Linked DNA regions of Triticum aestivum: region 2 is linked to region 1. Evidence: chromatin contacts called from public Hi-C data. All regions are on one chromosome and are shown on one strand. Each heading gives the region's core, a stretch centred on a gene start, on an enhancer-like site or on the middle of the called end of the contact. The rest is flanking DNA. Distances are from core to core; before and after follow the strand shown. Region 1 holds the start of LOC123181343 (cytochrome b5). Region 2 holds the start of LOC123181344 (STE20/SPS1-related proline-alanine-rich protein kinase).

Region 1 (3,604 bases), core at 341-2,840:
ATCGAAGTTGCGCAAGACTTTTGAACTTAGTCTCATCAACAATTATGAAAGACAAAGAAAATGACTCACCTGTTACTGCCAGCAGTACCTCATCTCCACCAGGATGCTCATCCATGAACGGGGTGACATCATACACCTGAGATGTTACACAACATGAGCTGATATAGTCACGCATATTTTGCAGCACACATAACAGGAATTTCGTCAGGTAAATTTCTCAATTCCTGCTGGGTATTTTCTTTTACTCCAACGGAATCTAATCCACTGGGTGCAGAGAAAACTCTAGACCGTATGGCCACACATGCCACACTGGAACATTCAAGGCCACACAATTGAAATGGGTACCAACAAACATATCGGCCACACATACTGCAGTGCAGAGACACCATTTTGGTGGGGCTACCCAACATCAACCACGCCCATGTGAATTAACAGCCCTGATACATCTTAATTGACCCATTTCCTTCCACCATGACTAGTTAATATGCACATTGCAGAAGAGGAAGCAGCTTTTCTTCACTGTCTCCCCATACTTGTACTTGATCCTATGAAAGAGCTGTCCAGTTGATAAGATTTTGCTGGAATACCTTTCCCTCAGCACCTCGTCAAGAATGAAATCCTGATACGCGACACGCAAGACAGATCTTGTACGAGTCGACCAATCTATGTACTACAATATTACAGAAGGTGCATGTAACAGCATGGAGTGCACCAAAGGCTACAAGGCTGTAACTGGTGTGGAATTGGAACACAAGCTTAAAACAAATCACTTGCTATTTGTCCTCATAGGACTATGTGTTTGGTCAGAGAACATCTCTGTTGACGAAGTATGAGCAGCTGAACAGATCTGATTGGGCGGAATTGACTTGAGCAAGCTCAACAAGAATACTCAATTCCACGAGCCCAGCAGACTCAATTCTTCCTCGTGAAGAGGCCTAGCATCTAGAAGTATTATCTAGCTCATCAGGCTTTGCAGGCGAAGCCTGTGCCGGAACAAGAAGACTAGCCACAGAACGCGCAGGAGAAGTAGATGCCAGGGTAGGAAAACGAAGGAGTGGTAGCGAGCAGGGAAGCATACCTTGCCGGCGATGACGAGCCAGCAGTCCTTGGTGACGTTGTGCTTGGCGACCTCCTCGAAGCCGAACATCTTCTTCTCGCCGGCCATGGCTCGCAACACACGCGCCCACGCTGCCCTGAGGGGAGAGGCCAAGAATTCCACACCACCAAATAAAAACAAAAAATCAGTCCTCCTTGTGCACCTAGATCCACGACACGTCGTCGAGAGAAAAGCGGTTGGGGCGCTGTTGGTAGGCCGTCGGGTCGCTCTCACTCACCTGGGGCTGGGAGCGGCCGCGAGGCGAGAAGTCGCCGGTGAGGGGGACGGGCCGACGGAGTGGCGCACGCACCGAGACCGAGAAGGAAGCGAGGAGGCGGAAATGGATCACGCGCTTTGGACAGGCCCCCCGCTCCGCGTGCGTGCGTGCGTGCGCGGTGGCGCCGGAGTCTGCTGTATTTGAGCCCGGCGCGTCCGGCCCCTCCCGCATCCCTTCGCGGCCGTGTTTCCCAAATTGCCCCTCGCGCGGCGGTCGTGGGCCGGACCCTGCCGGGCCGTTTCCTCCCTTGGGGGACTTCAACCCTCGGCCCCTCGGTCCGTTGGCACGTCAGCTTGCGGAGTCGCGCCCGCCCGCCTCGGCCTCGGCGATCGCTACCCTTTCCGTTTGCCCAGTCGTACGCGACCGAGTGGCGCGAGAGGAGACACGAGAGGAGTGCCCCGGTGAGACGCTCGCGCCGCGCCCTCCGCCCCCAGATCGTGTACCCGACGCCGATCGGCTCGTGCCATGGAGAAGCCCACGCGGCCCGTACCCGCGGACGGCGGGGAATTCCCCGACGGCGCGGACGACAGGGCGGCGGTGGAGGTGGAGGACGAGGCGGGGGAGGAAGAGGAGGAGCCGCCGCGATCGGCGACGGCCAAGGAGGAGGAGGCCAAGGCAGCGCTGGGCGCCGAGGGGTCCCAGCCGTTCACCACGCGGGAGCTCGTCGGTGAGATCAAGGAGGACGGCGAGGCGGACGGGGGCGGAGGCGTTGGGGAGGGGGGCGGGGTCGGATCCGCCGATGCTGAGGGTTCTTCGTCCAGGTTCGTGCAGACGCGCGTCCTTGTGCATGATCGGCACTCCATTCAGTACTGCATATCGCCGTGACTTGGTTAGGCTGTTTGCCTTGGGTCCTAGTACCAAGCCATTTGGATAATTGAAATCGTAATAATGTATTGGTTCATCACTTCACGTTGGTTGGGGCCCATGCCATCTATGTGAATTGTGCATTTGAGATGTTGCTTTGTTTTGGTGGTTAGCTGCTGAAGTAGTAGACATTTTTTCCTCATTATATTACGTTTTATCTTGCCAACTTGAATTGAACTGCTGGTCGATTATGCAGTTGCTTATTCCCCCTGTTGCCACACTGCTTACTTTTGGATGTAATAGTTTATCGAGGTATCAGGCCCTCTTTGATTCGTAGGATTCTCAAAATGCAGGAATAGGAAAAATAAAGGATTAGAATGGCATGCCCACTTGAATCCCATAGGATTAGCACAGAGTGTTTGATGCCACAGGAAAAACAAAGGAAGTGAAAAAAGAGGTTGGAGTGGACGCTAGATTTCCTGTACACACATGATTCCATAGGAAAAATTCCTATAGGATTCAATCCTATGAGTCACACGACCAATGTAGGAAAAAATCCTAAGGATTCTAATCCTTCAAAAATGCTATGGAATTCCTTTGAATCAAAGGAGCCCAGTGGTCTTACTTCAGCAAAGAAAATTAGTGGCTGCCATTCTAGCAGAACCCTAGGGTCCTGTTTGGATGGAGTTGTTGGTGCGTATATGTAGACCGCTTTTCATGTTTGCAAACATGAGTTAATACGTCACTGTACTGAGTAACCATTCTTTTTTTAGTGTACTGAGTAACCATTCTTATTTAGTACATATGGCACTATTGCATCTTCGTAGTTTATACTCCTTGGCTGATTGATGGGAATGATGATGAAGATACAGTTTTGTTTTTTGCTCTGCTCCCCTTATGGTTTCAGCAGTGTAGCCTTCTTATGCTTTGCTTTGAGTTGTCGGGTTCGCATCGTCTTCCTCTAGTAGAAATGAGAAGAAGAAAAAACACTGCAGGATGATGTTGTCTGACTTGGATCCCACAAACTAAATCTTGTTTGTCAATTTTCACCTGTGTTCTGTGATGACTGGAAGCTTATCATCATCTCACTACATATTACTGATCAGCTATTCTAGTGTCATTTCGTGTTTCGTATCAGGGTAGCGGCAATTGGCATGCAATTCTGCAACATCATAGGTGTTGATATTGTGTTGTCCTGTCTAAAATATGAACGATACAAGTATATTCCATTTTCCAATTGTATTGGCAGAGAAGTGTTTCATCAGACGCTGAACAAGCTGTTTTGCATCATGTGGCCAAATTGCAACTGTTCTGTCAATCGATTATACTGTTACAAATGAACTGTTTTACTGTTTTTTTCTCTTTACCAACGATAATTCTGCAAGAATGCTCTTAGTGATAACTGTTCTGTTAATTTGTTTTTTTTT
Region 2 (3,604 bases), core at 281-2,780, 330 kb after region 1:
ACATTCAATAAATATTGCAACACCTATACATAATCAAATATAATAAGTTATATGTATTTTTAATTTTGGTTCTCCTCTTACCAACCCAAATTTCTCGCAACAAATTCTCACAGCAACACGTGGGTATCCTTTAGTTAACTTAAAACTCCAATGCTATGAGGGCATGATAGAGCCTTCTCGGTGAGGTCACCGAGGATGCAAAGAGAAACCTTCATACTTGTTAGCACTTGAGCTCAACTCCGGATGACTCAAAAAGAAAGGAGCCAACGTGAGCACAAATTGCTATTCAACTAAAAATGAGTTGAACCAAAATCAGCTCATTAAATTTTGGCTTCATACACCCTGCAACAACGTAAATGCTATGGATATTTTTATAGATGCATATATACGCAACTAATTTATTTGCACTTCTCATTTGTAATGCAATAATTTATTATGTAGGATAGGTACACGTCAACGATTATCTTACATGCATTACATAATTGTTTTGTTCTGAAACTATGACGCATGTGTTGTAATTTATTATGTACCTCCTTTGTTTCACAAATGGTACACCAAGTTTTAACTTCATTACCATAATTCCATTTTGAATGGTGTATTTTTATATTTCTATTTGTAGTTGTTGTGGTATACCATGTTCGAGAATTTTACATTGTCTAACAAGTGGATTGTTTTTTTAAATATATTTTGTCTTGCTCAAAAGTGGCCCAAGATTACAAGTCAAGCAAAAGCTCACTCCCTAACTCGACCTCTAGCTCACCATAAACCGAGTTAGCATGTTTTTTTTAAACAGACTCATCCTCACATGTTTTCAGCCCTAGAGGTGAATGTGATAAACACATCAAAACACACGTGTGTATGCGTGCCCGTGTGTACGTGACGGCCAACACCGACTGCAACAAAATCATTACAAGGAAAACAATTATATTAAAATTTAACGAGTTTTTTGCGGTTAGGAATATTACTAACAAAAATACGCTCTAGAATACGAAACTATTTTCAGCGGCCGTTACGAAATGATCCTTTTTAGAACTGTGGAATATACGAAAGCACTATTTCAAGGGATTTTAGACAGTAGATCATGATTTTTTATTTATTTCTGGGGCCACACAAAAAACGTGTGGTATAAGTTATATCCGGCTTATTAAGACTATATTGATCAGTCACTTAAAGCATTCCCGGTTTACTCGCGTCCGAATTAATTTTTTTCTTACTTATCTCGCTCGGTTATTTATGAGTTTGGATTAGCTGCCGGTGTCCGTACACACCAGTCCTTCCGCTCCCCGCAGACGATCCCCCCCCTCGGAAGCCCAGCATCGGGAGGCGGAGATCTACCGGGCAGTCGGCCGCACGCCACTCCCTCGCTGCCACTGCCCACCGCGGCCACTGACACGCCGGCCCAACTCCGCGGGGGCCACAGGTCATCGACCGGTCTCGCCGGCAGGTCGTCCCCACGTCGCCGCCCCCGCCCCCGCCACGTCACCGCCGAAATCATTAGTATTTTGCTCCCTTTCGCGACCCCGTTTGTTAAGCGTCCTTCCGTTCGCTATCTCCTCTTCCTCTTCCTCTTCACCCCTCTCCTCCCCTCTCTCTCCAGCGTAGCACGCCCTCTCTCTCTAGCATCTCTCCTCTCCCTCCTCCCAGCTCGCGCGGGAGACACTGGTCAGAGGCCAGGTCGAGCGCGGCGGGGCGTAGGGGGCGAGCTCCGCTGGTCCCGAGGGCACCGGAGGGCCATCGGCGCTGCCTCTGGCGGCCGGCGGGGCGGCATGGGCAGGAACGGGAGCGTCAAGCGGGGCGCGGCCGCCGCGGCGCCTCCGTCGTTCACGGTGAACCCGGCCGACTACCGGCTCATGGAGGAGGTGGGCTACGGCGCGCACGCCGTCGTGTACCGCGCGCTCTTCCTCCCCAGGAACCAGACCGTTGCCGTCAAGTGCCTGGATCTCGACCAGCTCAACAACAACATCGTGAGCATCCGTCTCGTCCCTCCCTCCCTCCCTGCTCTCTTACGGTTTCGGCGTTGGGCTGCTTCTGGGCGTCCTCTGCTGTTTGATCTGGCGAGAGATCCATTGGTTGATTGGAGTGGATCCTACTGCTGATTCGGTAGCTTTGGAGATCGCGCTGGAATTTGGCCTGTCTAGCGTCCTATTAGCCTCGCCTACTCCAGGATTTGCTTCTACATAATATAGTGACAGTTAATAAATTAGCATTTTAATGATGCGCCACTAGTCGTTGTAAAGAGGCTAGGACGATCAGTTGAGTCCTGTATATGCAGCATTTTCAATTCTTAGGGTGGCTGTATTTTTGGATGTTTTCTTTTGGCTTGCAGCTGGTTGAGAGGGTCAGTTATTTTTGCTAGAATGTCGCAACATCGGCAACTATCATTTACTTCGAGCAATTTTTTTGCCGATGTATGAACCTGATGGCGGTGGATACGGCATAGTGGCACTGCCAGAACCCTGCCTGGAGAAGGGAGATGCTTAAATTTGCATGCATGCTGCATGGGCAGGGACGCGGTCATGCAGCTTGGCCTTGTGCTTCCATTTGGGTGGGCACACTTGTTCTTTGATGACGAAGGTCTTAGGAGAAGGGGACATTGTCGTCTACTAGAATTCATGACTCATATATAGATACAAGGATCAGCATTTCCTAGTGCTACGTAAGATTATGCGGTTCGTACCATGACATTATCCTTTTGGGGTTTGGGAGGATGTCGTTATTATACATCTCTACATGAACATGTATACCATACACGTATGCCAACAAGCTCAAGTATCGGCGTAACCAAAGCTCAATCAATGCCTCTTATATTTACGATACACCCTTATTTTTAGGGGGAGGGGGGGGGTATTATGTCACCAAACTACCAAAGAGAAGTAAAGTCGTAAACTCGTGATTCTTGTTTTCTAAATTCCAATTGTAGTTTCTCCTGCACCATTTGTCGTTAGTGCACTCGAAGACAAGCATACAATTTTCTCTAAAAGAAACCCACATTGCATACCAAATTGTCATACAGGCTACTTGTTTTGGGGGAGTTAGTGATACCTTCTTCGCATATGTGATATGTTAACTAGGGTGCAAGCGGCATCCCACTTTGTCCTGCAAAACTCATCAATTAGCTCATCAGTTAATGTAAAATTAACTCTACATTCGTACCGTGGTATTGTCTGCCATTCCGCCCCGCTTGCATCCCAAATGTTAACACTGCGTAGTGTCAAATGTCAACATATTTCTTTTCTTGGTTTCTTCCCTTTCTGGAGGCTATAAATGAATTTAGATCTTACAAATGTATATCATTTGCAGGATGAAGTACAAAGGGAGGCTCAAATAATGAGCTTGATCGATCACCCTAATGTCATCAGGGCTTACTGCTCATTTGTTGTGGAGCACAGTCTTTGGGTCATAATGCCATTCATGACGGAGGGTTCATGTTTACACTTGATGAAGATTGCGTATCCTGAAGGTTTCGAGGAACCTGTCATTGCATCAATTTTAAAAGAAACACTCAAGGCTCTGGAGTACCTTCATAGGCAAGGACAAATCCATCGTGATATCAAGGTTAGCTTCTATAGAAGATTCCTGTGCAGTTCTTATAGTGTTTGATGTG

What was found. A called contact is a pair of places that touch in the nucleus more often than the background predicts.
Region 2: a Hi-C map of leaf shows a contact between it and region 1, with 6 times the contacts expected there. The contact joins the promoter of LOC123181344 here to the promoter of LOC123181343 in region 1. A contact is called at or near these places in 3 of 5 Hi-C or Micro-C datasets (all in leaf).

What each region holds. Positions count from the first base shown.
Region 1 is chr1D:258,056,004-258,059,607 of IWGSC CS RefSeq v2.1, forward strand. LOC123181343 (cytochrome b5) reads right to left here and starts at 1,591. Exons shown (of 4, transcript XM_044593594.1): 1 at 1,335-1,591; 2 at 1,079-1,193; 3 at 70-136. The coding sequence starts at 1,165. It overlaps LOC123181342 (protein HLB1), which reads left to right and starts at 1,538. Exons shown (of 14, transcript XM_044593593.1): 1 at 1,538-2,134. The coding sequence starts at 1,839.
Region 2 is chr1D:258,386,029-258,389,632 of IWGSC CS RefSeq v2.1, forward strand. LOC123181344 (STE20/SPS1-related proline-alanine-rich protein kinase) reads left to right here and starts at 1,531. Exons shown (of 21, transcript XM_044593595.1): 1 at 1,531-1,964; 2 at 3,301-3,555. The coding sequence starts at 1,767.